4 separate regions of the Mus musculus genome follow, and regions 1, 2 and 3 are each linked to region 4. Evidence: chromatin contacts called from public promoter capture Hi-C data. All regions are on one chromosome and are shown on one strand. The core of a region is the stretch at or near the end of the contact, and the rest is flanking DNA. Distances in the headings are between cores, read along the strand shown. Region 1 holds the start of Trim46 (tripartite motif-containing 46). Region 2 holds the start of Rit1 (Ras-like without CAAX 1). Region 3 holds the start of Clk2 (CDC-like kinase 2). Region 4 holds the start of Snapin (SNAP-associated protein).

Evidence for each region. Promoter capture Hi-C pulls out the DNA fragments that hold promoters and counts their contacts.
Region 1: a contact with region 4 is called in a promoter capture Hi-C map of pre-B cells, with 2.3 times the contacts expected there. The contact joins the promoter of Trim46 here to the promoter of Snapin in region 4.
Region 2: a promoter capture Hi-C map of neutrophils shows a contact between it and region 4, with 4 times the contacts expected there. The contact joins the promoter of Rit1 here to the promoter of Snapin in region 4. A contact is called at or near these places in 2 of 39 promoter capture datasets (neutrophils and pre-B cells) and 1 of 484 Hi-C or Micro-C datasets (B cells).
Region 3: a contact with region 4 is called in a promoter capture Hi-C map of pre-B cells, with 2.5 times the contacts expected there. The contact joins the promoter of Clk2 here to the promoter of Snapin in region 4.

The regions. Positions count from the first base shown.
Region 1 is chr3:89,243,452-89,251,254 of GRCm38.p6, forward strand. It overlaps Trim46 (tripartite motif-containing 46), which reads right to left and starts at 2,446. Exons shown (of 10, transcript NM_183037.2): 1 at 2,264-2,446; 2 at 699-960; 3 at 133-476. The coding sequence starts at 2,326. Krtcap2 (keratinocyte associated protein 2) reads left to right here and starts at 2,987. Exons shown (of 5, transcript NM_025327.3): 1 at 2,987-3,064; 2 at 3,327-3,481; 3 at 3,614-3,677; 4 at 5,623-5,689; 5 at 6,120-6,278. The coding sequence starts at 3,061. The coding sequence ends at 6,240.
Region 2 is chr3:88,712,894-88,719,980 of GRCm38.p6, forward strand. Rit1 (Ras-like without CAAX 1) reads left to right here and starts at 3,961. Exons shown (of 6, transcript NM_009069.4): 1 at 3,961-4,064; 2 at 4,433-4,577; 3 at 4,709-4,765. The coding sequence starts at 4,472. Khdc4 (KH domain containing 4, pre-mRNA splicing factor) reads left to right here. Exons shown (of 14, transcript NM_028814.4): 14 at 1-40.
Region 3 is chr3:89,160,445-89,167,886 of GRCm38.p6, forward strand. Clk2 (CDC-like kinase 2) reads left to right here and starts at 4,351. Exons shown (of 13, transcript NM_007712.4): 1 at 4,351-4,662; 2 at 6,591-6,760. The coding sequence starts at 6,591. It overlaps Gm45927 (predicted gene, 45927), which reads left to right and starts at 4,351. Exons shown (of 19, transcript NM_001310017.1): 1 at 4,351-4,662; 2 at 6,591-6,760.
Region 4 is chr3:90,488,103-90,495,208 of GRCm38.p6, forward strand. Snapin (SNAP-associated protein) reads right to left here and starts at 2,911. Exons shown (of 4, transcript NM_133854.3): 1 at 2,730-2,911; 2 at 2,446-2,492; 3 at 2,052-2,170; 4 at 1-1,491. The coding sequence starts at 2,872. The coding sequence ends at 1,390. It overlaps Ilf2 (interleukin enhancer binding factor 2), which reads left to right. Exons shown (of 14, transcript NM_026374.3): 14 at 1-277.

The sequences.
Region 1 (7,803 bases), core at 1,196-3,695, 1.2 Mb before region 4:
CACACACACACACACACACACACAAAACCTTACCTAGCCCTCTTTAGAACCCCACATGCCAGTCATCTCCAACCTCTGGTTCAGCACCACTGTAGCCCCTCCCACTTCAGACCCCCGCAAGAACTGGCTCACCTTGGGGCGGAATGAAAGAGTGGGTAGCGTGGGCTCATGCTGCGCCTTCTGAGTGCCCCAGGGGTGGAAGAGCTTGAAGCATTCGTTACAGAAGGTAGCTCGACACTCTGTGCAGCCCTTGGTGGCCTCTAGTGGTGGGGGCTTGCACAACTGGCACAGGATGGCTCCTCCCACACTCACACTCTGGCGGTACCTCTCCACCACTCGCTCTAGGGTCAGGTTTCGGAAAAGCCCGGAAAGGCCCCTCTCCCCCAGCTCCACATCGCCTTGGCAGGCTGGGCACGGGAATAGGATCGTCTGGGGGTGCAAGGCACCACGCTTCCGCCCAGGGTATGTCCCAAAGCCTGTAGATGGACCCAGGAGGCACAGGTGAGAATTACAGCTGGCTGGGGTGGGTGACATCTGATCAATTAAAACGTGGAATTAATTTCATTGCGCCAGAGATCAGCTCTCATTAGAATTTCAGACAAGCAGTAAGAAGCTCCACCCCAGAATGACAGACAGATGCCCCTGACCCTCTTCCATCTTTCTACATCCCCACCCCATCCCACAGGCCCCAGCCCCACCTGACTTAAGGAGCCGGTCCAAGCGATCTGGCTTGGGGAGAGTTCTCCGAGAGAGGCGGGGGCTGCGGGTAGAAGGGGTGGAAGCAGGAGAAGTGGGCTCCGAACTCGGATCCCCACCATGGCCTATGTACCCCTGCTGGCCCAAAACCTCCCGGGCACAGGCCTGGCACACGTTGTGGGTACAAGGCAGCACTAGTGGCTGCTTGTACATCTCTTGGCACACTGGGCACAGCAGTTCCTTCTCCATGTTCTTCATGCTTGTCTGTGGAGGGACCAGGAGGTTGTGTGAGAGCTAGGACACTTGGGCAAATCTCAGCCCGGTCCCTTGGCTGCCAGGAAGGGCAGCACAAGCTACCTACTGCTTTGGCCCAGTACCCGCCTTCGTTGGTTCACACACCTCCCCAGCTCTCTGTCTCCTGCTTCAGCGCCCCTCTTGGGGAGCTTAAGGTCCACCAAGAAGGTACAGTTGGAGCTCTGGCCTCCCCCACCATCGCGCCCCACCCCCATCACTCCCGCTGCAGCAGTGCTGGCAGGCAGTCCTCCCGCCTCACCTGTCTCCATCCCTCCATCTCTGGATTAATAGCATTTATTTCAAGGGCACCACCCATTCTACAGCTGGGTGTTGTCCCCCGCCCCTTTCTCTAGCAACCCTTAGACGCATGACTGCTCCCCGCGGCCAGGGTGCGCTAGCTCTCTGAACCGGCTGGGCACTGGCCGGCGCCCCAGCACCCATCCTCCATTCTTCAATTCTATTTCTTCCAGTCTCCCCAAATCAACCCATCTCTCTTTGCCTTCTATACTAGAGCTATCAGACCCAGTCTGGTGGAGAAATTCGGCCTGTTTCAACCCTTTGCTCAATCTAGGGTGGGGGAGGAAGGAGCGCCCCGCCTACCTGCCCCCTCCCCACCGGAAGTATCCCTCCCCCTTTTGGTGAGGGGTCTTCTGGCTATTCCCCACCCCCACACCTCACCTTGGTCCCTCTCTTCGCAGCCATCCCGGTCAGGGGCGCAGCTGACACAAAGGAGGGAGGGAGAGGGAGGGAGGGGGAAGGAAGTGGTGGGGGGGAGCAGGGTTGGCACCGCCTCTGGGAGAGACGGGCACGGGTTACCATGGCAACGGGAGGCTGCACGGCAGCTAGCGGGGGGGGGGGTTGGGGGCGGTAGGGGGGGTGGTCGGGAGGGGTCCAAATTGGGAACTGCACCCAGGAGCGGTTTTTTCATCACCCCACCCCACCCCCCGCCACACCTGTCCTCAGTTTCTTGGAAAACATCCAAGCTCACACATGCCCCTTCTCATAGCCCTGGTGCACGCCTGGCAGCTACCCCAAGCCTACCCGCTGGGTCCGGGCAGCTTCTCGCTGCCTACACCCCAGCAAACGGGAGTCTCACCACTCGGCTGTCCCCAGGATCCCTCCACACTTGCGTCTCCGCCCTCCCAGTCATTTCTGTCTTAACTAATCCCTTCTCTATAATCCATATTCTTCCTGGACCCCCACCTGTTCAAGGGTCTGGCTTGCCCCGACCCTTTACATCCCCTCCCTTCCCCTTGACCCCACCTTAACTCACACTGATGCGGACTAGTGCATCCATGATGGAAGTGAAGGTCTGCATATCCTCACCCTCAGCCATGGCCCTACTGTGCCCGCCCGCCCCCGGGTGCCCGATCCTGGCTGCTGCTGCGAACCCGGGGCTTAATGCAGGAGCCGGGTGGGGTGAAGGGAGGGGTGGGGAGGGTGAGATGTCACTGCGCATGCTCCAGGGACTAGCTTCGAACTGCGTCCGTCGAGGTAGGGGGTGGGAAATAGTTCTTCCCACGTGGTTCTCCAAAGGCGGTCTAGGGGGTGGGTAACATGGAGGGTATTTGAGGTAGGAACCATTCCTCCTATTAGAAGCTTGCATCGATTCCTGGTCATACTACTCACATAAAGCACGAAGCTCGTTTCAGAAGAACAACTCCAGGTGGACGGTGCTACATCTTGGGTGGCACATATCTTCGGGAGTTGTTGAGGCAATTATAGTGGGTCAGGGAGGTCTGAGGAAGTTGTACGGGAGATGACATGAATAGCAATGAAGGCACAGGTGACTCTAGGCCATGGGATCATGACTGAAAGATGAGTGCAGCTTGTCCAGAGAGACAGCAGATGCCTTGGCTACAGAAGGCTGGAGACCAAGCAGGGCGGTGGCCTAGAATGCTCTTAGAAGCATTATTTCCTCCTTGCCACAAGAGGGCGCTGCACCCAAGGCGCGTAGAGGAAGAAGTAAAGCAAGTCCACGTTGGCCCCGACGCCTGCGTACAGACAACCGCGCCGGCTTTGGCTCCCCTCTTTCTCCAGGGACACGGATTGGACCACGGACGGGGCGTGATGGGTAACCGCACCGGCGGGATGCCCGGGCTGCTCTAGCGGGAGTGGGCGTTGGGGTGGTCCTCTTTTCTCCGTAGCCTCGGTAAAGCTGACGTGTCCTGGGAACTAGCATTTCCTCCGGACAGGCGGGAACTTGGGTGTGCAGGGCCGGGTGGTTCCTGGAGGTCGCTGTGGGGTGGGGGCTGGGTCACTTGGAAGTGGTTGGTGAGCCAAGCTCCGGAGTGAATCTGCCTGAATCTTAGCCTGACTCTTTTTCTCATTTATAGTAGTCGGTACCGGGACCTCCTTGGCGCTGTCCTCCCTCCTGTCCCTGCTGCTCTTCGCTGGCATGCAGATCTACAGCCGCCAGCTGGCCTCCACCGAGTGGCTCACCATTCAGGGGGGCCTGCTGGGCTCCGGCCTTTTCGTCTTCTCCCTGACTGTATCTTCCTCGCGCTGGAAGGGGAGGCGGGGGTGTATGAACAGAACATGGGCGGGAGTGGGTGGCAAGGGCTTTGCAGTCCCTCTACTTCCTATCTTGTTGCGTGAGTTTCTCCTTAATTACATCACCCAGGCCTTCAATAATCTGGAGAATCTGGTCTTTGGTAAAGGCTTCCAAGCAAAAATCTTCCCTGAGAGTAAGTGAAACTCAATAGTTAACTGGACTCTTTTTTTTTTAAACCTCTCCCAAACATGATGCCGAATTTCCCTGTGCTTAGATGATAAAGGAGAAATACATTTGCTTAACACAATCTTGAAGACAGAAGATGCTTTCAGATTAAGCATTTTATTGGAGCTGGAAGAGAAGCACAAAAAGGGGGGAGGGGAGGGGAGGGGAGGGAGAGGAAAAGAAAGAAAAAGGCCAACCTGGTCTGCTCTCAGGACAGGTTTCAAGTGAACAGTCAAGCCTGGGCTGATGTCTGATAGGCATCCAGGAGAAGGTGTTCTTTGTCCCTGTGAGAGAAGAAAGCAAAACCAAGCCCACTGAGGGATTCTGATGTGGAACTGAGCCCGCACTATTGACTGCTGCTGGAGGAGATTGTGAAGTCTGTGTTCACTGGGATGTTACCAATAGCAGGACCCCTGACAGAAGGAGAATAGAGAATAACCGCTAGAGCTCACTCTCTTTCTCTGCATCCGCTTGTTTCTCTCTTCCTTTCTTCTCCTCCCTTCTGTAGCCCACACTGGCCTTGAACTTCCTGTGTGGCTGTGAATGACTAAACCCTTGACTTGCTGATCTTCCTGCCTCCACTTCCCAGGTCCTGAGATTAGCACTACCTCATGTAGTTTATGAGGTGCTGGCGATTAAGCCCAGGTCCTTGAACATGCTAGGCAATCTCTCTCCCAATGGAGGCACATCTCCAGCCCTGATAGATCAGTTTTTGTGTGTGATAATTCTTGTTAGATGGTTCATATAGAGATCTGATGGAGAATAGGGCTCATAAAACAAAGTCGGCATCAGGACCGAGCCACTTGGAAAGCCACATGCTGGGAAAAGCAAGCAGTTGTGGCCCCGTGAAAGACTCACCCAGAAACCCCGAAGCCCGCCATTGTTGCTGTCTTCACGGCCCTGTTGGAGGTTTCCAGAGCTTCCGCCCAGCAATGCCCAGAGCTTCTGTCTCTTCCACTCTGTCCCATGTGTTTCTTATATGCTGAAAGAAATTGTTGGAAGGCAAAAACCTTGTCTTTCAGCCAGACAGTGATGGCACAGGCTCTTAATCCTAGCACTAGAGGCAGAGGGAGGCAGGTCTCTGTGAGTTCAGGGCTAGCGCGATCTACAGAGCAAGTTCCAGGACAGCCAGAGCTACACAGTGAAACCTGTCTTGAAGTGAGAAGAAAAAAATCCTCTTCTTTGCCTTCCTTTCTGGCTCCAGCTGGACAAGTGGACCTCTTAGCCCCTTCCACCCTCTCATCCGTATCCTGTCCTCTTAGAGAAGCCATAATCCTCTTTCCTAAGTCATGGGAACACGCCTGCTTTCCGCCCTTCTAGAACATTTTATTTATTGATTTACTTTTGAGGCGGGATCTCACTATGTTGCCCAGGCTGGCCTTCCCACTGTGTAGCCCAGGCTGTCCCTCCCTTGGATTCCTGGGCTTACGTGATGCTTCCTGCCTTATCCTCCGGACTGGCTTGCTGTGTAGGCATATACCACTGCGTTTTCGCTTTCTTCTGTGTATGTTCGGGGGTTGGGGGACCAGGAAGTTAAATGAAACGTGGAGCCAAGCTAGTCAAACAAAACGCCATTCATATCTTCCCTTGGTGTCCTGAACAAGTGTTCAGGCACAAGGCATTTGAAATCCCTGCTTTTATTAAGGCATACCTATTTTGTTTGTGTTGTTTTTCTAGTCAGGATTTCTCTGTGTAGCCCTGGCTGTCCTGGAACTCCCTCTGTAGAGGAAGCTGACCTCCAGCTCACAGAGATCTCTCTGACTCTGCCTCTAGTGCTGGGGTTAAAGGTGTATATCCCCATGCCAGGCAGGACGTACGTTTTCAAGCAGGTTCCTCACAGGGTTCTAGACTGCTCCTACTTTTCCGTTGCTCTTTTGACCGCCTTCTGATTGACCCTCTTCCTGTCTCCCCAGTTCTCCTCTGCTTGCTGTTGGCGCTCTTTGCCTCCGGCCTCATCCACCGAGTTTGTGTCACCACTTGGTACGTATCTGACAGCTGGGCAAGCGGTGCAACAACACCATGTCTTGTGGGACCAGATCTTCCTATGGTGTTAATAGTCCCTTCCCTTCCCACCATATGCCACCTCCTCTGTCCCCTCCCCCCCATTATTTTTTTCAAAGCTTTTTTTATTTATTATATGTAACTACACTGTAGCTGTCTTCAGACACACCAGAAGAGGGCATCAGATCTCATTACGGATGGTTGTGAGCCACCATGTGGTTGCTGGGATTTGAACTCGGGACCTATGGAAGAGCAGTCAGTGCTCTTAACCCCTGAGCCATCTCCCCACCCCCACCCCTTTTTTTTGTCCTTAGTTTCCCAGGCCTAAATCTGAATTCTTTACCTGACGCTGGTGTCTGCCCTAGTAGCAACATGCCTATTGGTTTAATGACTTATTTTCACCCCCTAGCTTCATCTTCTCCATGGTTGGTCTGTACTACATCAACAAGATATCGTCCACTCTGTACCAGGCAACAGCTCCAGTTCTCACACCGGCCAAAATCACTGGCAAGGGCAAGAAGAGAAACTAACTGTGAATGAGTAATAAAGTTGTGTCTTTGTAGCTGTGTCTGTGAACTGTGACAGTTGACCTCATCTGCCAGTGCCCAAGCTGGGCAGGTGCTGCAGCATCCTTGCCCTCCACTGACAAGAGAGTCATTGTGGGAGAAGAACGCAAAAATGATCGGGGTCTTAACCTATGGGGAGAGAGGTTAAACAGTAGATAATACAGGAGGGCCTGCCTTTCAGAACCTAACTGGTGTGCGTGTGTGTGTGTGTGTGGGGGGGGTATGTGCACATATGTTGGGGTGGTGCACATTGCGTGCGTGTAAGGACCCTGGGTTGGTCACCGACCCTTGCTTCTTCACTCTGGCAACCTTGTTTCCCTCCCCCATTTATCTTGTCTTCAAGATATTAAGAAATCCATAAGTCTCTTCAGGTTAGATCAAAGAGCAGCCAGCCCACAGCCTCAGCCAAGTCTTGATGGAAATGAGGCTGTGGCCCCAGACCCTGCTTTGTGCTGTCATGAGAAGCAGCTCTCTGTCCAGGGTGCTTGTCCTTTAGAGCAGCAAGGTTCCCGCCCCCTCCCCCCCCCACCTCCCTCTCCCGGTGGATGCTCCAAACTTTAGGAAACACCCATTTTGGTCACTTTTGTATACTCAGTAGTGCCTGAGAGTGGGAAGTAGGTTGGTTGAATGAAAAAACTTATCCTTCAACCCTTCTAGGACAAAATCCTACACATTTAGAGGCACCTAAAGGTTAGGGAATAAGGCTCAGTAAAGATGAAGCCAAGCGTCTAAGGAGGTCTGGTGAAGGATTATTAAGAGGCCACACTGCCCAGTCAATCACTCTTTACCTGGCCCAGGAGGAGGAACTGCACAGTTTGCATAAAGTGCTGACAGAGGGCGCTGTGAGCCCATCGATCCTGGATACTCAGGCCGACCTCTACCTGCATATTGGTCCTAAAGGACTAGGCAGTGCTCTAATTCTTTGGAAGCCAATCTAGGGAACTCAAGGGGCCAGGCACCGTACTGGAAAGCTAGAAGCATCACTTCCTGTTCCTGGGCTAGGAGTTGGACAGAATTTTCAGTAGAGATCACAGAGTCTTTCTGAGCCTGGCAGTTGAAAGCTCATCTAGTGAGGTTGAAGTGTGGCGTGTAGAGCGCTCTGAAGGAGGGATGGAGGGTGTCCAAAACAGGTCCTGGGTCTATGGGAAGGTCTAAGTCAGACCTTGATTTTCTCCTTGCCTGGAGTGGGAGCACTGGGTAGGACACACATAGCCCTGGGATATGGCCTCCTGAGGGTCAGAGGCTTTCAGAAGGCTTGGGTGGAGTCAGGCAGATAACAAATACCACTTCTAAGGTTTAGGTATGTGAGGGGAAGATCAGAGGTGACCCAGCAGTGCTAAGGAATCAATGTCACCTACTGTGTAGGACCAGGGGCAGTATGTGCCTCAGGAATAATGACCCATCCCTCAGGAATGGGTGGATTTACAAGGCAGGTCGGCGCCAATAGCAGCTTTACACTCAGCCTATCTGTGGTGTCTAGTTGTAGGCTATACACACCTGACCTGCCAATTAACCCTGACAGAGATA
Region 2 (7,087 bases), core at 2,711-5,210, 1.8 Mb before region 4:
CACTAATATCAATAAACTCTTCAATTATTTATTTTTTTAATGTGCATTGTTGTTTTTTTGCATGTATGTGTGTGGGAGGGATCAGATCCCTTGGAGCTGGAGTAATGTATGTAGATATGAGTTGTTGTGTGGCAAATGGGAATTGAAGCTGGATCCTCTGACGTAGTGCTTTTCCCTTTGAGTCATCTCTCCACCCCCTTAATATGCTTTTGTATTCATTGCATAAACCCTGCCCAACAAGAACATAACAGGCTCCAGCATTTGCATATGCTCCTTGAGCTGATAACTCTGAAAAATATATCCTTAATATAAAAGGATTTACAATTATTATTAAGTTACATGTTTTCTATTTTTTATTTTTCCCCTTCAGTGGTTTACTTTGTTTTGTTTTTGAGATAGGGTCTCACTGTATGCTCTTCTAGCCTCCAAGGGGGCCATGCAATACATATAGTTACAAATACATCCAGAGAAAAATAAATTTTTTTTTTTTTGAGACAGGGTTTCTCTGTATAGCCCTGGCTGTCCTGGAACTCACTCTGTAGACCACGGCCAACCTCGAACTCAGAAATCCACCTGCCTCTGCCTCCTGAGTGCTGGGATTAAAGGCGTGCGCCGCCACACCCGGCCAGAGAAAAATAAATCTTAAAGAGATTAATGAATACACTTTTGTTCCACAATGTGTGTAGCTGTCGGAGGACATCCCTTCAGGAGTGAATTCTTTCCTTCCACTGTGCTTCAGTGAATAAACTAAGCTCTTCAGGGCTGCGTGATAAGTACCACTAATAGCCGAGCCACCTGGCTGGAATACTGTGTGAAACGGGCTAGCCTCATTCTCCTAGATATCTGCCTGCCTCTGAGTCCAGAATTCTGGGATTAAGGATACCCACCAGGTTTGACCTTCCACCTGGTATTTAGCTACTGTGTAGCTCAGCGTAGTTACAACCGCTGCCTAAAAGGTACTCGAATGTTTTGTTGTCTCTTGTGCTTTTGGCAATTGAACCCAGAACTCTGTCTATGCTAGATAAAATTCTACCACTGAGATACATCCTAGGCACTTCCTCCTTTGGATTTTTGGAGACAGTTTCCTGTAGCACTAGCTACCCTGGAACTCTGATATGTAGACCAGAATGACCTTGAGAGATGTTTCTGCCTCTGTCTCCAGAGTGTTGGTATTCTGGGCATATGATATGCTACTGTGTCTGGTTACTTAGTTCACTCTCTGTTGGTTTTTTATGTATATGAGTACACTGTCGCTGTCTTCAGACACACTAGGAGAGGGCATCAGATCCCTTTATAGATGGTTATGAGCCACCATGTGGTTGCTGGAAATTGAACTCAGAACCTCTTGGAGAGCAAGTGGTCAGTACTCTTAACCTCTAGGCCATCTCTCTAGCCCCTTGCTCTCTTTATAAATTATTTTGAAGGCTAGGCATGGAGGTAGATCTCTTAGGCTAGGTGTACAACATGTGATTTACAGGACAGCCAGTACTATGTCCTGTATGACCCTATGAGAGAGAGAAAAATTAGTATTTTGAGACAGCATTTTTTTTTGTCACCACTATTTCTGTGAAGAAACACTATGATCAAGGCAACTTTAATAAAGCATTTAATTGGGGGCCTTGTAGCTGGCCTTAGCTACTTTGTGGGTTCTTTTTCACACCCTTCATCCCCCCAGTTTCACCCCTAACACTAGATAGGAGAGAAATGGGGGAGAGGGCAGAGAGAAATTAGGAAAATCCCTGAATCTAATTTCCTGTTTCTTCTTTGACCACAGCTACTAAGAAACCCCAACCAACCTCCGTAAACCACCAGCAGCCACCCACGCAGACCATCAGGCACAGCATTTATATACTATAAATAAATAAATAAAGTTCTAGAATTCCAAAGGTCACACAATTAATTGCAGAAACTGCAGCTGGTAAAACCATGCCTCTGTTAGAGCACAAGGCATGAGTTCAATTCCCAGCAAACACGTAGTAGCTCATAACCATCTGTAATGGGATCAGCAAGTCAAAGCTGCTGCAGTTCAACCCCATATCCTCACACCTGGGATTAAAACAGCTGCCTGAGACCACACCCAGTTCTTCAAAACTTGTAGCAACACAGGAAAGCACTTATCCCAGAACTCAGGAGGTGGAGGATGGGGGAATTTTGTATTTAAGGCCTGCCCGGGTTACATGAGACTCAGACCCTAAAAACAAGATAAAATAATTGTACTTGAAGACTAAGGCAAGATTGCTATGGTTTCTAAGTCAGCCTGTGACTTAGAACCCTAAACCATCCTTTCTGTTCCCTCCTGGTCTCCCTTCAGCACTCTTATGCTGAGACAGAAAGATCAGGCACTGTAGACTAGCTTAAGCTGCTCACCTATATCCTGGCTCCAGCAGAAAAGGGAAGTGGAGGTTGCAAGAATAATGCAGGAACGTTTCACTCCATGTGATGTGCAGAGTGGATGAAGCCCAGTTATGCTAATTTGTTTTTTATGAGACTGGGTCCCACATTGTAGCCTTTACTAGCTTGGAAGTCAAAAGAGACCCTCTCTGTCTGTCTTGTCTAAAGCTGGTCACAAACAGATACACACCTGCCTCTGGAGTGCTGGAATTAAAGGCATAAGCTATCTGCTTTTTAAAAAGGTGTATTTATTCATATGTATGTTTTTGCTTATGTGTATATATGTGCACCATTTGTATTCCTGATGCCTGCAAATGGTCAGAAGAGGGTTGTGGATCCCCTGAAACTGGATGGTTGTGGGCCACTGTGTGGGTGCTAGCGACTGAATCCAGAAGCAAGAAGTGTTTTTTGTTTTTTTTTAAAGATTTATTTTGTTAATATATGTAAGTACACTGTAGCTGTCCTCAGACACTCCAGAAGAGGGAATCAGATCCTGTTGCGGATGGTTGTGAGCCACCATGTGGTTGCTGGGATTTGAACTCTGGACCTTCGGAAGAGCAGTCGGGTGCTCTTACCCACTGAGCCATCTCACCAGCCCCCGCAAGGAGTGTTTTTAACTACTGATAATCTCTCCTGAGCTCTGCTTTTAAGACAGGGTTTCATGTAACCCAATGTCGAATTTAGCTGGTATCCAAGGTGGCCCTTGTACTGCTTGGCACAGACACCTTCCAAATGCTTGGTTTATATGGATGTGCTTGCATCCTATCTGACTTGTATTTGTCTTAATAATTTTAAAATTTAAAATTCTAACTAGAGGGCTGGTGAGATGGCTCAGTGGTTAAGAGCGCCACCTGCTCTTCCGAAGGTCCCGAGTTCAAATCCCAGCAACCACATGGTGGCTCACAACCATCCGTAACGAAATCTGATGCCCTCTTCTGGAGTATCTGAGGACAGCTACAGTGTACTTATATATAATAAATAAATAAATCTTTAAAAAAAAAATTCTAACTAGAATAACTGGATACCGCGATCATCTGGTTTTGGTTTCAAGAGCTTTTGATGTAACAGCGTTTTTGGAAAATGAAGCGCTGCTTTGTAGCAAGTACCATACCTACCCTAATGTAATTCTGTATTTTGGAAAGATTGAGGGGGTGTGGGTTTGTTGTGCTGTACATCTGGTGACAGATATTTTCCCTCTACCAGCAGCAAATAGCCCTAAGTTAATCACTTTAAAAGTATCTGTTCGTGGCTGGAGAGATGGCTTAGGTGTTAAGAGCACTGCTCTTCCAAAGGTCCTGAGTTCAAATTCCAGCAACCACATGGTAGCTCACAACCATCTTAACAAGATCTGACATCCACTTCTGGAGTGTCTGAAGACAGCTACAGTGTACTTACATATAATAAATTAATAAATCTTTAAAAGTATCTGTTCGATTAATATAACATCCATTTTTGTAAGTGCAAGCCTTGAGATTCGTATGTGACCAGAGGGCTTAGCGAGTTAGAGTTAGGCGCGGGGCGGAGCAGAGTATCTGTCAGCTGTGGGGGCGGGGCTCAGGGTCATGCCCCGCCCACCGGCGCCATCTTCCAGGACCCGGGCGGGGCCCTGGGCTGTGGGGCGCAGCTGGGAAAGGAACGCGGGTTACCACCCGGCCTCAAAGCTGGTTTCAGAGGTACAGGCTCAGGTGAACAGGGCGGGGGGGTGACGGTGGCGGGAAAGGTGGTGAAGTGGGGGAGCCACGGCCACCGTGAAAGAACGTGACAGTGTCAGGCAGCGCTCTGCACTCATCCGGCTCCTTCCTACTGGCACGCTGCCTCAATCTGAAGTTTTAAGTTCTTTTTAGTTTTCTGGAAAAAGTAAGTTTGGACATCTATGATCTGTTTTAGGACTGAGACTGATTGTGAAGGGCGAGGATGTAGGGCTTCTTAGCGTTCTGCAATGAGCAGAGTAGGCCATGGTGTTTGGGGACGGAAGAAGGAGGCTCTCACTGTGGCCCACTGTTTCCATCCTGGATTGAATGTTCTGTGCCTTCTCCTCTAGGAGGCCTTTCCCAGGGGCCCAGGACTGCCCCGGAGGACAATGGAGTCCGGAGCTCGCCCCATTGGTAGCAGCTGTAGCAGCCCTGCAGCACTCTCCCGGGAATACAAACTAGTGATGCTGGGTGCCGGTGGAGTTGGGAAGAGTGGTAGGTAACCATTTCTGTTTGCCACACAACGTTTGAAAAGCAACCCAGATGGGTTACTGGCTCTTGTGCAAAATTGATAGCTAAAATACTTCCTGGTCACAGTGTCCTGAGTTGCATCTCTTGTTTTGAAGCCATGACAATGCAGTTCATCAGCCACCGATTCCCAGAAGACCATGACCCCACCATTGGTAAGTCAGCTCCTTGTTTATATTTCCAGATACAGCCTGGGAAAGTATCTCAATAGAGTTAGAGCTTAAAAAGTAATATTTATATCCTAAGCTTGTTTGTGTATGTAATTCATACTTACTTAGAGACCAGAATAAACATTTGAGTATTTATTTTAGACTTCATATGCACATTTATGCTATCTTTAGTCTTCAGATTACATTGGTAGACAAACTGTCTTTTTTATTTAAGGACATATAATGTATTGTTAGATTAAAGGAAAAGTTTAACGACCACTCAATGAAACCTTTTCTTGCTGTCACTGTTCAGGGTCTGACATGAGACTAACCCTGAAGGATGAGTCAGCTGGTTTGAACTTCCACAAAAGGAAGCAGAAAAACAAGTAGAGCCAGCCTGCTGAACTCTTAGAACCAATCTTCCACTTAGAGCTCTTCCTTTATTTCCTTATCCTTGCAGCTCATTATATAGTACTGTCTTCTCCTGTGTCTTTGTCATCTTTGGCTGTCATAGGTTGGTGGAATGCTAGTGGGGTAAATCTGTCTCCCTGACACCCCCACCTGGGGATGGAACCTGAGACTCTAGCCGAGCATACCATGCAAGGGCTCTGCCACATCCCCAGCCTTGTTTTCTCTTGTTTTAAGTTGTGTTATTGTCTTCCTTGATAACAGGTCAAAGCCTAAGCTAGCCTTGAACTCGTAACACTCCTTCTGCTTAGTCTGAGAGTAGAGGCATGAACCCCATGCCCAGTTCTGTAGTTCGTGGATTATATTGTTGTTATTAGCTGCTATCTGCTATAGACTGAAATGTTACAAAATCATAAGGAAGCAGTTTTGATTCTGAGTGATTATCTTAAAGAAATGTTGGGCTGAGGAGGGCACAAAGCTCTGCCATTAGCTGGGAGTGATGACAGACATCTGTAATGCCAGCACTTGGGAAGCAAAAGCAGGAGGAGTGTGCATTCAGCACCAGGCTTGGTGGCATAAAGGTTGGCCAAGAGTAATGGTAAGATCCTCTGTCAAAACACAAACAAAAGCCAGCTGATCTCTGCCTATGCTCATTTTATTCAGCACATACATCTGTGGGGTTGGGAAAACTAGAAATACTTCTAGTCTTTTGTTTTTGTTTTTGTTTTCAAAAACAGGGTTTCTCTCTGTAGCCCTGGCTGTCCTCAAACTCAGAAATCCGCCTGCCTCTGCCTCCCAAGTGCTGGGATTAAAGGCGTGCGCCACCACTGCCCGGCTACTTCTTGTCTTTTTAGCGAACTGCATGGGAGTTCTTCATTTCTGTGTTAGGGATCAAGCCCAGGACCGCACAGGCTGAGTCCATGCTATACCACTGCACTGCATCCCAGCTCTGCCATAGCAACCTTAGTACACTGTTGCAGAGACTCAGACTGTGCTATAGGAACTCCATGAATAAAATCAACCCAGGGCTTGGGATCAACTTCATTCCAGGCAGTAGCTCCAGGCTGCCCGTGTGCTCCCAGTGCAGAGGCCAGATTCAAAGTGTCAGCTTTAGTGTTTCCCCACTAGAGGGAAGTGATCTGTGCCAAGTGGCCAGGCGGGTCAGTATCTACTCTCTGCTTGTAAGGGTGAGTGTTTGTCACTCCTGCCCTCCTGCACTGCTGGCTCCTGGGTGTGGGAAGACTGGCTTTCTACACCCACCTAGTTATTCTGCCCTTGTTTATAGTGAGAACTAGCCACACCTAGAGATTGGCTGGAAAATGTCACATGGTCACCTCAGTTGGGCTCAGAGCCCAGACCTTGAGCTCAGGCCACAGAGTGTAGTGGCCCATGTCCTGACTTCAGTCCTTGGTAGAAGGGTAGATAAGTTATGTGCCTCCTTTGTTTTGGTTTCCTATACAGGTTTGTAGAACAATCAAAATAGGCAGAATTTTCTTTGGCCGTGTCCAATGTTGTCTGTTTTCTTGTGCTGTGATGTAATCCTGAGCAACTGCTCAGGGCTCATCTCTACCTCATTAACAGGCACCACTGATAGTCTTTTATGTTAGCATGGTAGCTAACATGCAGTAGAGTGAAGTTTAATGGTCGTCATACAGTTTGAGATGTGAGCTGCAAAAACAGTAACAAACTTGGACATATCTATGGATTTGCCACTGAAGAAGCCCATGCACCCTGGGACTTACTGTAATGGGAAAGTGAGGGCTCTGCGGCTGAGGAGCATGTACCAACCGATAACTCTTGAATAAGGATCTCACTCTGCTCAGGTCTCTCTTCACTGCAATCTGTTTAGATAACCTAACTATGACTTAGCATCTGTGGTAATGATGCTTGCCCCAATAGCCTGGTGACCTGAATTTATGC
Region 3 (7,442 bases), core at 3,101-5,600, 1.3 Mb before region 4:
TTGCTTCTGGAGGCGGGAAACTCACTAGGGCATATGCAGCCTGGGGACCTCCTGAGGGTCAGGGACAGAATGGGAATCTGTTCTGACCATGTCCTTTCTCAGCACTCTCCTAGGAGTCTTGCTATGCCAGAGATCCTCTAAACTGCTTTCTGTAGTATGTGTTTCCTAATTCATTAAGACAACCTTTAGCAAAACCATTCACTGAGTGCATGCTGAGGATGCAAAACTGAGCACAGAAATCTTAGCTAAGTCAATGGTTCATCTCCATAAACAGATCAACAACCAAGGAAATACCATACTACATGCCTTTCTGAGCTTTACGTGTAGAACAACTTTTTTGTTTTGTTTTGTTTTGTTTTGTTTTGTTTCAGACAGGGTTTCTCTGTGTAACCCTGGCTGTCCCGGAACTCACTTTGTAGACCAGGCTGGCCTCGAACTCAGAAACCCGCCTGCCTCTGCCTCCCAAGTGCTGGGACTAAAGGCATGCACCACCACCACCCAGCTTCTTTCCTCTTCTTACAGCCACTGCCTGAGATAAACCGTCATAATCTCCAACTAAATTATTTCAAGAAGTTTACATTTTGTTTTTGACATGGGCTGTAGCTCAGGCTGGTCTTGAACTTCTGATCTTCCTCTGAATTTCAAGCACTGGGATTACAAATGTGTGCCACTCTACCTGGTCTCAGAAGTTTTTAATAATTTTCAAAGTCTGCTGGACTTGGTGTTGCAGTCTTTTAATCCCAGTACTTGGAAGGCAGAAGCAAGTGGATCTCTGTGAATTTGACACCAGCCTGGGCTATATTGTAAGTGCTAAGACAACCAGGGATACATAAAGAGACTGTCTCAAAAGAAAAAAAGAAGTCTTCACCAAATTCTCCTAGACAAATTCATGTTTCAGTCTCCAAGTACACTTTCTACATCCACATGACACTGTTCAGTTTTCTTAAAGTCCTTCCAAGTGTCTCCATTTTAGAAATACATTTAAGGGCTGGAGAGATGGCTCAGTGGTTAAGAGCACTGACTGCTCTTCCAGAGGTCCTGAGTTCAATTCCCAGCAACCACATGATGGCTCACAACCATCTGTAATGAGATCTGATGCCCTCTTCTGGTTTTATATTATACATAAAATAAAAAAGAGAAAGAAAGAAAGAAAGAAAGAAAGAAAGAAAGAAAGAAAGAAAGAGAGAAAGAAAGAAAGAAAAAAGAAATACATTTAAGCTCCTTAGTGAAACTTACCAATCACTAAAAATTTGAACTTAGTCTCAGCAACTTTCAATTACTTATAAATTGTATTTGTTTACTTTATCTGTCTGAGGGGTTTGTTCCTATGTCTGTTCTATGAACCATGTGTGTGTGCCTGGTGCCTGCAGAGGTGAGAAGAGGGCACTAGAGGCCCCGGAACTGGAGTTAGAGAGAGTTATAAGCCACATGTGGTTGCTGGGACTTGAACTTGGTTCACTCTAGGAGAGCAGCCAGTGCTCTTGACCCCTGAGCTCTCTCTCCAGCCCTGAGTAATTACACAAGCTGCAGGTGATGGACTGCGTAGTTCTGCTGTTTTTGTTTTAGTTTCCCTGTTTTGTTTTGACTTTTTTTTTTTTTTTTTTTTTTTTTGGTTTTTGGTTTTTTTCAAGACAGGGTTTCTCTGTGTAGTCCTAGCTGTCCTGGAACTCACTCTGTAGACCAGGCTGGCCCCGGAACTCAGAAATTCACTTGCCTGCCTCTGCCTCCCGAGTGCTGGGATTAAAGGTGTGTGCCACCACTGCTAAAATCACACCTCCTTAATCCTAAAATTCTTGTCAATAAAATACAAAGAGATGCCGGGCGTGGTGGCCACGCCTTTAATCCCAGCACTCGGGAGGCAGAGGCAGGCGGATTTCTGAGTTCAAGGCCAGCCTGGTCTACAAAGTGAGTTCTGGGACAGCCAGGGCTATATAGAGAAACCCTGTCTCAAAAAAAAAAAAAAAGGTGTGCGCCACCAAGCCCGGCTTGTTTTGACTTTTTAAAGATTTATTTACTGTAGCTGTCTTCAGACACACCAGAAGAGGGCGTCAGATCCCATTACAGATGGTTGTGAGCCACCATGTGGTTGCTGGGAATTGAACTCAGGACTTCTGGAAGAGCAGTCAGTGCTCTTAACCACTGAGCCATCTCTCTAGCCCCCCTGGATAGATTCATCGATTCTCTCTCTCTCCTCTCTCTCTCTCTCCTCTCTCTCTCTCTCCTCTCTCTCTCTCTCTCTCTCTCTCTCTCTTCCTTTTGGTTTTTTTTTCGAGACAGGGTTTCTCTGTAGCCCTGGCTGTCCTGGAACTCACTTTGTAGACCAGGCTGGCCTCAAACTCAGAAACCTGGATCTCTTTTTAACACAAGGAATTTCTAAACTATTTCTTGCTAACCAGTCTAGTCTCCATTTGACTATTCACCCAGTTTCACTCTTATTTTCCTTAACTTTAATATATTTATTAACTGAGGGTTATTTTTATTTCCCTTCCAATTGTCCTTTCTGACAATTACCCAGTACCTTTATTTTTTTTTCTTTTTAAGAATTATTTATTTATTTTAGGTATATGACTGTAGCTGTCTTTAGACATACCAGAACAGGGTATCACATCCCTTTACAGATGGTTGTGAGCCACCATCTGGTTGCTGGGAATTGAACTTAGGATCTCTGGAAGAGCAATTAGTGCTTTTAACAGCTGAGCCGAGCCATCTCTCCAGCCCCTTCCTAGGACCTTCAAATAGTGTTGTTTTTCTCCTTTTTTTTTAAAAAACATTTATTTATTTGTATTTTCTTATGTGCATTGAATATTTTGGCTTGCATGTATGTCTGTACACTACATGCATGAAATGCCTGAGGATACTAGAAGAATGTTGAATGGCCTGAAACTGGAGTCACAGGGCACATGAGTCACCATGTGGGGGTTGGTTGGGAACTAATACAGGTCCTTTGGAGGAGCAACCAGTGCTCATAACTGCTAACTTATCTCTCCAGCCCCTCAACAACAACAACAAGAACAAAAAACAAAACAAAAGATAAAACAAAACCAAACCTTTGTTTTTGAGACAGGTTATCAGTGTACTCAGGCTGGCTTTAAATTCATTATATAGCAAAAATAACCTTGATTTCCCAGCAGTGGTGGCGCACGCCTTTAATCCCAGCACTTGGGAGGCAGAGGCAGGTGGATTTCTGAGTTCAAGGCCAGCCTGGTCTATAGAGTGAGTTCCAGGACAACCAGAGCTACACAGAGAAACCCTGTCTCAAAAAACTGAAGTAAAAAAAAAAAAAAAAAAAAAAAAAAAAAAAGGAAGGAAGGAAGAAATAACCTGGATCCTCCTGCCTTCACCTCCTATGTCCTGGGATTGGTTACGTGTATAGGTTGTATGTATGGCTCTCTTGCCAGGGCATTCTGGGCAAAAGGCAAGTACTCCACCAACTAAGCCACATCCTGAGCTGGTTTGATTTTGAAACAGTCTCACACTGCAGCCCATGCGGGCCTTGAGCTCCTCCAAATAATCCTGCCTCAGTCGTCTAAGAGCTGAGATTATGAGCATGAACCACCATGTTTAGCTGCTGCTTCTTCCTTTTCGTTTTCTTCTTCTTCTCCTTCTTCTTTTGTACTATTTAGTAAACTGAAGCTGGAGAGATAGATGGTTCCGTGGTTAAGAGTGCAATCTTCTGGCAGATCCAGCATCCACAATGGTAAGCCCTCAATTGCCTGTAACTTCAGCTCCAGAGGATCTGACTGGCCCCTTCTTCAGGCCTCATGAAAACCTGAACTGAAATGCACATACCCTTCTACAGAAACAAAAATAATTTAAGGTAAATCTAAAAAGAAAGGAAGATGATTCGGTAAATTTATACTTAATACAGATTAGTTAAAACACAACGGCGTCCGATTCTCCTTCCTCTATGTCTGTGCACCTGCCCCAAACATGAAATACTTTTGTGCAGAACAAAGAGGGAACCTTTCTTTGCTGGCGTTCGGAAGCAGGAGGGTATATATTTTCAAGTTTTGTTTGAAGAACCAGACTTCACAAAACCTCACTGGAGTCGTTTGCTCAATAGCGATACAATGTAAATAACTAACAATCCTTTAAAACAGCCAATATTAAATAAGCCACAAATTGTCTTCTGGTGAAGAGCAAGAGGAAGGTGTCATGGGAAAGGATAAAAAGACCTAGAGACTCAACAAACACGTGACAAGCTCCGAGCGCCTCGAGACCCGAACCAAGAGGCGCACCCACCGCTTCTCTAACTCTGGAAGGCGCAGGGGAAGCGGCTCACTGGCCCGAAGGGCCCGGTGTCGGGGGGCGGAGCCCATCAGAGGCTGGGAAGTGACGCAGGACGTGCGTGCGTCTGTGCGTGCGTGCTCGCTCACGGCGGCGGCGGCGGCGGAGCGGAGAGGCCAGAGCCGGAGACCGAGCTGGGATCGGGCCCCGGGCGGGGGCGGTGCGAGAGGCGCCGAGCGGATCCTGGGGGCGGGGACGGAGCCCGGGCGGGCGGGACTGGAGCAGAGCCCGGGAACGGGGCGGGAGGTCCCAGGGCCCCGGGTTGGGGGGTGGAACCGCACTTCGTCGCCGCGGGGGTGCCGGGACTCCGGCCGCAGTGCCGCCGCCATCACGGACTTCCTGTGGGACAAGCGCACGGGCCTCGCCGCCAGAACGGTGAGCGCGCGGGCTGGCGGACCTTGGGGCCGCGGAAAGATGGCTACCGCCAGACGGACGGCAACGGGATATGGAGAAATTAGGAGTGTCGGGCTCTCGAAGCAGCAGAGTAGCGAGATGAGAGGGAGGGAGGTCGACGTGTTTCGGTGTAGCAGCAAGACCTATAGTAAACTTGGAAAAGCCTTAGAAGTGATGAGGTAGACACCGGAGCGGTCCCAGTCGTGCAAAAGTTGGACCAAGGGTTTAATACGATCCGAAAAGTGTTAAGATGGCAGTGTAGAGGAAGAGTTTGAGGCTAGGAAATTATTCTAGCTTCTCTGAGTAAGCAAGGAAGAAACAGGGTTTAGAAGTTAAGAAAGTTAGGCTAGATATGCTTTTCTAGGAAAGAACGCAGTGGCTTTGTTGGTTGGTGTCCAAAGTGAGATTGCATTTATGTTAAGTTAATCAAGATAGGGTTACCTGGGAAAGCCTCGTGCTTGCATCTTCTTGGTTTCCTGTCAGCCACTTTAGGCCAGTGTACCATAGGCTCACTTTCCTTAAGAAGGTTGTGAGGAAGCGGCCGAGAATGGTGACCAGATGTTGGAGTCAAACCTACAGACCTCATGTCCTGGGCCAAGACTGCCCCCGAGGCTCATCGTATTGCTGGATATGACAGTGATTTTGCTCTGATTTTCCCCTTTGACCAAAACAGGACTCATGAACCCTAACTAGTCCAGTTTCATTTAATGGAGGCCCAGCTGCCGGCCAAGTATTACTGATACTAATTAAGAAGTACTTAGTAGGCTAGGGATATAGTTCAGTTGATATGGTGGGGGTCACTTAGCTTGCATGAAGCCCTGGGTTGATCTCCAGCCTTTGTAAGCCCCAGCCATCTGTAATTTTTGCACTTGGAACTGAACTAATATCAGAAAATATTCGTGGCCATCCTAGGCTACATATCAAAATCGACACCAGCTTAGGATATGTCAAGTGTGGTTTTGCAAGTCGTTCATACCAGCACTCAGGAGGCAGACACTAACAAGATCTCTGAGTTCAAATTCTGCCAGATATGCTTAGTAAGTTTAGCCCAGCCAGGGTTACATAATAGAACCTTGTCTCAATAAAGGAAAGAGAGAAAGAAAAGGACTGGGGCAGCGGAACACCCTTTGAATCTCAGTGTTTGGAAGGCATAGGCAGGTGGATCTCTGTGAGTTCCAGGCCAGCCTGGTCTACAAAATCAATTTCCAAACAGCCAGGGCGACATAGAGAAACCCTGCCTCAAACCCAAAAGAAAAGGAAAAGTGCAGTTATTTCCTGCTTAATAAATCCAGTGGTGCTGGGGACATACAGATGGACACACTTCCCTTGTGCTGTTTTACAACTGTGTGAAAAATTTGGCCAGGCATGTGAGAGACATTTGTGGGACCACATCCTGATCTCTGGAACTTGTTGGTGTTTGCTGCCAGTTATCTGTAAAATCCTGGGAGGCTGAATGACTGCCCTGTGACACTCCTAGTCTAGTGGGGGAGAGAAGATGAGCTGTTAATAACTAAAACAACCATGTAAACTAAAGCTTTATTTTGTTTGCTTGTGAAGCACTCAGGATGGCACAGCTGCGCATGTTAGATGGCAGCAGAGATGAACTGTGGCAATATTTATCAGCCACACACTTGTCACCTGTCGTGAACTGTGGCTCAGACCAGAAGGTCTTCATGGAGCCTTGTTTGAGGTAGAGCAACTGAATTTGACTTTCTTGAGTTTTCAGCCAAAATTTGTAGGTGGCTGTATAGTCCATGAAGGGAAGACTATTACCAGGAAAAGAAGCGAGGCGTTTGTGTGCTGAAGGGCGTAGGGACAGAAAGCAGCTTTGCGTCTTTAGAAGAGGCATTCCACGAGAACGGTTATGAAAACTCAGTGTTCCTACCATTCTGCCTCTCCTTCCTCTCCAGATGCCCCATCCCCGAAGGTACCATTCCTCAGAGCGAGGTAGCCGGGGGAGTTACCACGAACACTATCAGAGCCGAAAGCATAAGCGAAGAAGAAGTCGCTCCTGGTCAAGTAGCAGTGACCGGACAAGGCGGCGGCGGAGGGAGGACAGCTACCACGTTCGGTCCCGAAGGTAAGAGAGACTGATTGCAGGTCACTGGTTACGTTACATGATGAGGCCAGTGGGCTCAGCAGCTGGTTGAAGGCCAAGGGCCTAGGTATGGACGAATGTGCCTGACATGGATTTGGTTTGGGGTTCACTTCCTGCCATTGCAAAGAAAGGGAGGGGGTGTTGGTGGTGGACACCTGGGATGGGAGGGGAGGGGGATTATGAGCTCAAGGCTACTTTGGGCTTCATACTGAGTTTGAGGTCAGCCTGGTCTACATAATGAGACTCTCAAAAGGGGGAAAACATGTTTTGTTTCTTTTTTTGCCTAAGTGTTTTTTTTTTTTAATACTTTTTATTAGGTATTTTCCTCATTTACATTTCCAATGCTATTCCACTGGAAAACATGTTTTTTGAAAGGAACTTTCTAGAGGAAGTACTTCGGGATTAAAGCTGTACCCACCAGGCATTGTTGGAATGGTTCTGGATATATATAGTTCAGGGAAAACAACTTTTAAAAAAATTTTTATGTGTATAGGTGTTTTACCCACATGTATACCTTGCATTATATGCATCCATGGTGCCCTTGTCCATTAGAAGAGAATATGGGAGTCCTGGAACTGGAGTTACAGGCAGCTGTGAGCTACTATGTGGGTCATGGAAATGGAACTCAGGTTCACTGAAAGAGCAGTCAGTGCTCTTAACCAGT
Region 4 (7,106 bases), core at 1,661-4,160:
CTAGGATACCATTGTGATGGCTAATTTCTTCAGCTTGGCCTAAAATAACCTGAAATTTCTGCAAAGGATTAACCCTAAATGTGGGGTGAAAGCATCTTATGAGCTCAGTGCATGGACAGAATAAAGGGATAAATGGCAGAGTCCAGCATTCCCTTCTCTTGGAAGCTTGATCACCTCACATTCTCATGTCTCAAAATAGGCCCCAAAATATGCATCAGTGTGACCATGTCCTGAACCCTTTGAAACCATAATAAAATAAATTTTTTTGTTAAAATAACCAGTACAAGCATTTATTTAATAATGTTGAGCAATACTTAATATTAACATAGTCAAGCCAGGGTGGCCAAGAGGATAAATTATTTACCTTGACTTTACCTAAGTCCTCAGTTGTAAACAAAGTGGAGTTACAGGTAAAGGAAACTGCCCAGCCCCAGTAATAGGAGTAACAGGATGGTTAACACTGGCTGGCTAAGCCTGGAAAGGATGGCGCTTAAATATGTAACTTTTAAATTTTATTTTATGAGGATGGTTGTTTTGCCTGCATATATATCTGCATCATATGTGTGTGTGTGCTGGGCCAAAAGGCCAGACAAGGGCATTGGGTTCCCCTGGAGCTGGAGTTAGAGGCTGCTGTGAGTCACCATGTGGGCGCTAAGCACTGGACGCCATCTGGAAGAATCACCAGTGTTCTTAACCATTGAGCCATCCCTCTAGCCCTTAAAATATGTAGTCTAAACAAAAAAAAAAATCGCAAAAGCTTAGGACTCTTAGCTGTCAAGGCTCTGCCTTGACCTTGGATCCTCGCTATCTGGCATGCTCTCCTTGGGTAGCAATGAAGGCAACAGTTGCGAAACTTGTTAATAGGAGTTAACCTAAACATTATAGAGTGTAAGATGATCCTGGAAAGGTTATTACCTTCTGAGAGGAACTGTGGTGAAGCAGAGGGGGAGAAATAGGAGTATACTTTCTCACTAAATCTGGTGTTTTCTCAATTTTCTACCACACGATGCCTAATTTACTTAGTATTCTTTGGGGGAAATATATAGAGGCTTGAGCCCGGCACTCTGACACATGCCTATTATAATCCCAGCATTCAGGAGGCTAAGGCAAGAGGACATGTTTGAGGCCAGCCGGGACTACATACTGAGATCTTGTCTCAAGATTAACAAAACCCAAAAGGTAGAGGCTCTTTCTTGGATGGACAAGCTGTGATGGAGGTTCTTTAGGAAATAGTCCTGCCGTACGCATGTTTCTTGAGGCGGCTACATGAATGAGTACATAGTGCAAAAAAAATCAAAGGTCTACAGAGACTTTCCTGGAATCTTCTCGTGTCTACCAGACAAAGCCGTTGGAGAATTGTACTTGTATACTCAGGTCACGGGCCCGTGCTTATTTGCTTGGAGAACCAGGAGGGTAAACTCCTGAATCCAGCATAGCTCTCCTGCGAGCTGTTTCCTTGGCCACGCTGTGGTTTAACCGCCTTAGTCGTTCCTGTAAGACAGGAAGATGGGGAATCTAATGACTGCTGTAAAAGGTTTTAACTGAGTCCCCTCTGCCCCTGTCCCCAGACTGTTTTTTCTCTGTGTAGCCCTGGAACTTGCTCTGTAGACCAGGATGGCCTCAAACTCAGAAATTTGCCTGCTTATATGTCCAGCTGGCTTTGGCTCTTTTCAAGCCAGCCCTTTACGTTAAAATGGACTTGTAAATGACAGCCACTAGAAGTTAAGAATTAGAAGTTAAGAATTGGCACTTGTCTAGTTTGAGGCCTAGTAATGGGGTGAGGGGAATATGGGCCTTTATTATCAGATTAGTTAACACCACTCTTTTCCCCCATAGTTGCTTCACAGTGTTGAAGACATAAAGCAGGATAAACAAGAAGAAATTTTTTTGAAAGAGGGTCATGCTATGTAGCCCTAGCTGATTTGATAGTCCAGGCTCTGCTCAAAGTTCAAGCCATCCTTCTTGCCTTAGCCTACCAAATGCTGAAACTACAGCATGTACCACCATGCACTGCTGGGATTATTATTATTATTACTATTTTATTATTTTACCTGTGCATTCTGTAAAATATTGTTGACCAAGACAACTCGTCGCCTGGCATTAAGCAGCTTCTTAACATAGGGGTCCAGATCCAGGGCCACTTTCTGATCCTCATTGATCCGGCACAGTTCTGGGAAGAGGAAATGGGCAACCAACATCTAATGGCTCATTTTTTGTTCTTAGGGAATGGAAGAGAGGAATGGGATGAAAAATACTCTTGCAGTCTTGTGTGGGCCACAGACACCTTCCCTTCTTCCATTCTGTCCTAAAATATCCCCAGAAATTGGAGTCCTTGGGTAGTTCTGATATTGAGAAGCAAGTGACAGAAACTTAGCCTAAAACCTGGGGAAACAAAGTTCCCGAAAGTGAGATCAGGGATTCTAGGTATCCTGGCTGCTCACTCACCTGTAGCTAGGTTGTCAATTTGTTCCCGGAGCTCTACTTGGCTTTCTCTGCAAAGTGGTACAAAAGTCTACAACGGTCAGTGACTGGGACGCGGGAAACGAATTCTACTTATTCCCCAAATACTGAGACAAGCCAACCTCAACTTCAAGGCCTCACCCAGGCCCTTCCGCCTATTTACCCAGTCTCAACATCAGTGTCTCAAGAATGTATCTAGTATTTCTTCGGGGCCCCGCCCCTACAAAGCCAGTTCCCTAGGCCCCGCCCCCAGCAACCCGGTCCTGCACCTGACCGCGTGCACGTGAGAGTCGAGCTGCTGCACCGCGGGTCGCAGGAACTCCAGGAGCCCCTCGGCAAAGAGGTCGCGGCCTGTGGGCCCCGCCACTGGGGTCCCGGCCCCTGACACAGCAGCGGAACCAGCCGCGGCCATCGCGAACTGCCCTGACGCCCTCAGCCTGCCGCGAGGGTCGCCGGGAACTCCAGACCGCCGCTGTGCACCGCGAGAGGGCGCTTAGATATACAGCCCAGACGGCAGTGGGATAGCTGGGAAATGGAGTCCTCAGTGAGCCCCGGCAAGCGGGCCGGGACCAGAGCCTCTTCTTCCATGGGCCTGTAGGGGGCGGATCTAGACTTCTGGAGATAGATTGCCCTGTAACTATGTAAACCAGGCTGATCTTTTCTTTCTTTCTTTCTTTCTTTCTTTCTTTCTTTCTTTCTTTCTTTCTTTCTTTCTTTCTTTCTTTCTTTCTTTCTTTCTTTCTTTCTTTTCTTTCTTCCTTCCTTCCTTCCTTCCTTCCTTTCTTTCTTTCCTTTCTCTCTCTCTTTCCTCCTCCTCCTCCTCTTCTACTTCTTCTTCCTCTTCTTCCTCTTCCTTCTTTCCTTTTTAAAAAAGATTTATCATATGTAAGTACATTGTAGCTGTCTTCAGACTCGCCAGAAGAGGGCATCAGATCTCATTACAGCTGGTTGTGAGCCACCATGTGGTTGTTGGGATTTGAAGGTTGCTGTGTTTTGAACTCAGGAGCAGTTAGTACTCCTAACCGCTGAGCCATCTAAGTGCTATTGTCCATAGCCTTCTCCATGGGAATTGATGAGAAAGCCATGTAATATTCATGTTAAGGGTTCTTTCTTTTCTCTCTCTTCCTCTCTCCCACTCCCTCTTTTTTTTTTTTTTTTTTTTTTTTTGCCCTCTCCCCATCTATCTCCCTCTCCCTCTTTCTTGCAGACAGGATTTCTTTGTGTGGCCCTGGCTGTCCTGGAACTCACTCTGGCTGCCCTTGAACTCCAGTGCTGGGATTAAAGGTGTATCCCACCACTGCCCTCGAGTTTTATTTCTAAAGATTTGCTATTTTTGTTAGAGAAAGTCCTGCCGTGTTACCAAGGCTAGCCTTGAGCTCACAAGCTCTGTTTTTTTTTTTCCATTTTTTATTAGGTATTTAGCTCATTTACATTTCCAATGCTATACCAAAAGTCCCCCATAGCCACCCACCCCCACTCCCCTACCCACCCACTCCCCCTTTTTGGCCCTGGCGTTCCCCTGTACTGGGGCATATAAAGTTTGTTTGTCCAATGGGCCTCTCTTTCCAGTGATGGCCGACTAGGCCATCTTTTGATACATATGCAGCTAGAGTCAAGAGCTCCGGGGTACTGGTTAGTTCATAATGTTGTTCCACCTATAGGGTTGCAGATCCCTTTAGCTCCTTGGCTACTTTCTCTAGCTCCTCCATTGGGAGCCCTGTGATCTATCCATTAGCTGACTGTGAGCATCCACTTCTGTGTTTGCTAGGCCCCGGCATAGTCTCACAAGAGACAGCTACATCTGGGTCCTTTCGATAAAATCTTGCTAGTGTATGCAATGGTGTCAGCGTTTGGATGCTGATTATGGGGTGGATCCCTGGATATGGCAGTCTCTACATGGTCCAACCTTTCATCTCAGCTCCAAACTTTGTCTCTGTAACTCCTTCCATGGGTGTTTTGTTCCCAATTCTAAGGAGGGGCATAGTGTACAAGCTCTGTTTTAAGTCTTTCAAGTGCTGGAGTTACAGGTCTGTGCCACCATGACAGGATTTAAAGTTAAGGGTTTTTTGTTTTGCTGAAATTTTTGAGGGGGGCTTGAAACCAGGGCCTTGTGATTGCTAGACAAATGTTCTGCTGAGCTATAGTCCTACTGTACCTTCCCTCTACCCCCACCTCACTTTTTGAGATAAGGTTTCACTAAATTGCCAGATTGGACTTGAATTTGCTTTGTAGTACACACAGGCCTTGACTATGTATGTGATCCTCCTGCCTCAGGTTCAGGCTTATACCAGCTTTAGCTTCTAAAGTTGTTTTTGATTTGTTTTTCAGTTTTATTTTGTGTGTGTTCATGTGTGTGTGGAAACCTTTGCCATGGCATATGGGTAGAGGTCAGAGAACAATTTGTGAGAGGTCAATTCTCTCCTTCCATCATGTGGGTCCCCAGCATTGAACCTTCAGGTTTGGCAGTAGGCCCCTTAACTTTCAGAGCCATTTTGCTGGCTCTACCTTTTTGCTTTGTTTTGTTTTTTGGTGTGTATATGCAGGTGTGAGGAAAGGTATGTACATATTAGGTTCCTAGGGAGATCAGAGGAGTTGGTTACAGGCAGTTGTAAGCTGCTGACAAGGGTACATGGAACCAAACCAGGTCTCTGAAAAAGCATCATGTCCTAAGCCATTGCTTCAGCTCTCTGACAGATTGCTGTAAAAATCACTACTTGAAAACTAGGTGCAGGTGTGTGTGTGCCTGCGTGTGAGAGTGCTCAGAGACAAAAAATCCCCTGGGGCTTTGAAGACAGGAGTGTTGGATTCCCTAGAGCTGGAGTTAACAGGAGCTTCCTGATATGGGAACCCATCTGGAGACCTCTGCAAGAGCAGTAAGTACTCTTAAATCACTGAACCATCTCTTTAGCTTTTTCTCACCCAAGAATATTCTTAATGGCATCAAATATGCACAAAATTGTATATGCCTTAAAGATAAATGGATTTAAGAGTGAAACCCAGATATAGACTAGGACAGGGATGGCTAGGGTACTGGTTAGTTCATAATGTTGTTCCACCTATAGGGTTGCAGATCCCTTTAGCTCCTTGGGTACTTTCTCTAGCTCCTCCATTGGGGGCCCTGTGTTCCATCCAATAGCCGACTGTGAGCATCCACTTATGTGTTTGCCAGGCACTGGCATAGCCTCACAAGAGACAGCTATATAAGGGTCCTTTCAGCAAAATCTTGCTGGCGTATGCAATGGTGTCAGTGTTTAGAGGCTGATTATGGGATGGAAGGATGTTTTTGCTACACAAAATAACCCAGCCTCCAAAGAACAAATATATGGTTTCATTTATATGAATGGTCAAATTCATGGAGATAAAAATGCAGGACAGGGCTGAAGTTGTGGCTGTGTGAGGACACTTGCACAGCATGCCTGAGGCTCCAGGTTACCTGATTCTCAGCACTGGCAAACACCAAAAGCAGGACTGGATTGGGAGGAGTGGAGAATACAATTGCATAGTGGGTAAGAGTCCCGGCCTGGGAAGGTACATGATCATGCATTTGCTGCTACTGAACTGTATACCTAGATACAAGAGGTAAACTGTCTTATGCACTTTTATTATATCCTGTTTTTGAGGCAGGGTCTGTGAAGCCTGGGCTGGCCTGGAACTCAAGAGAGATGAAGCACACAGAGGGAAAGCAGATATTCAGAGCTGCCACAGCCACTGGAGATTCAAAGTCCTATTGTATCACCAGTCCGAGGTCCAGATATTGTTGAAAAGGGCATTGATCAAGTTCACTGAATAGCAGAGAAATCGCTGTGCTCCTGTTTGTTGACTGTGCTAGAGGTCTTGCTAAAGCAGTTTATGGCAGGTGGCCCACTCAGTATGCTGCTATAAAACAGCTTGGACACTGGATGACACTGCCAGTTCTGCATCCCGGAATCTTAAACATGGAGAAGCCACCAGAGCCAGAAAGCAGCACTGTCTCCTGAAAGTTTCTCCAGCCTTTTCTGTCAGATGGCAAAGGAAACATTTCAAGAGCCCCAGCTCTATTTTTACTGAGTAGACAAAAAGGGTTAATATAGCATTGTGAGGGTATCCTTCATTTGAGACAAGGTTTCATTGTTCGCCCCTGGCTGTCTTGGAACTTTCTTTGTAGACCTAGTGGGCCTTGACCTCATAGTGGTGCACTTGAGGCCTGCAGGTAACATCTGGACTATTTAGTTTTCTTAGAGAAAAATGTATCAAAATGTTTAAAAAGTATGAAAAGGGGCAGGGCATGGTGGCTCACACCTTTAATCCCTGGCAGAGGCAGGTGGATCTCAGTGATCAGATCAAGGCTAACCTGATCTACAGAGGGAGTCCCAGGACAGCAAGGGTACAGAGAAACCTAATCTCAAAAACACCACCAATACCACCACCACCATCACAAGACAAACAAACAAACAAACAAACAAACAAACAAAACCAACCCAAAAAGGGTAGAGAGTACCTAAAGTCAAGATGGGGTTAGGAAGAGGGCACAATTAGTAGGGAGTTGTACAAGGAAACGCTGGATCACATGCTGACAACCACTCTGTGAATTCACTCTTCGGTGGGGCTGTCTTTGATTTTTGTATTCCCCATGAGGGTCCAACATGGGGCATTTGTGGTTTACCAGC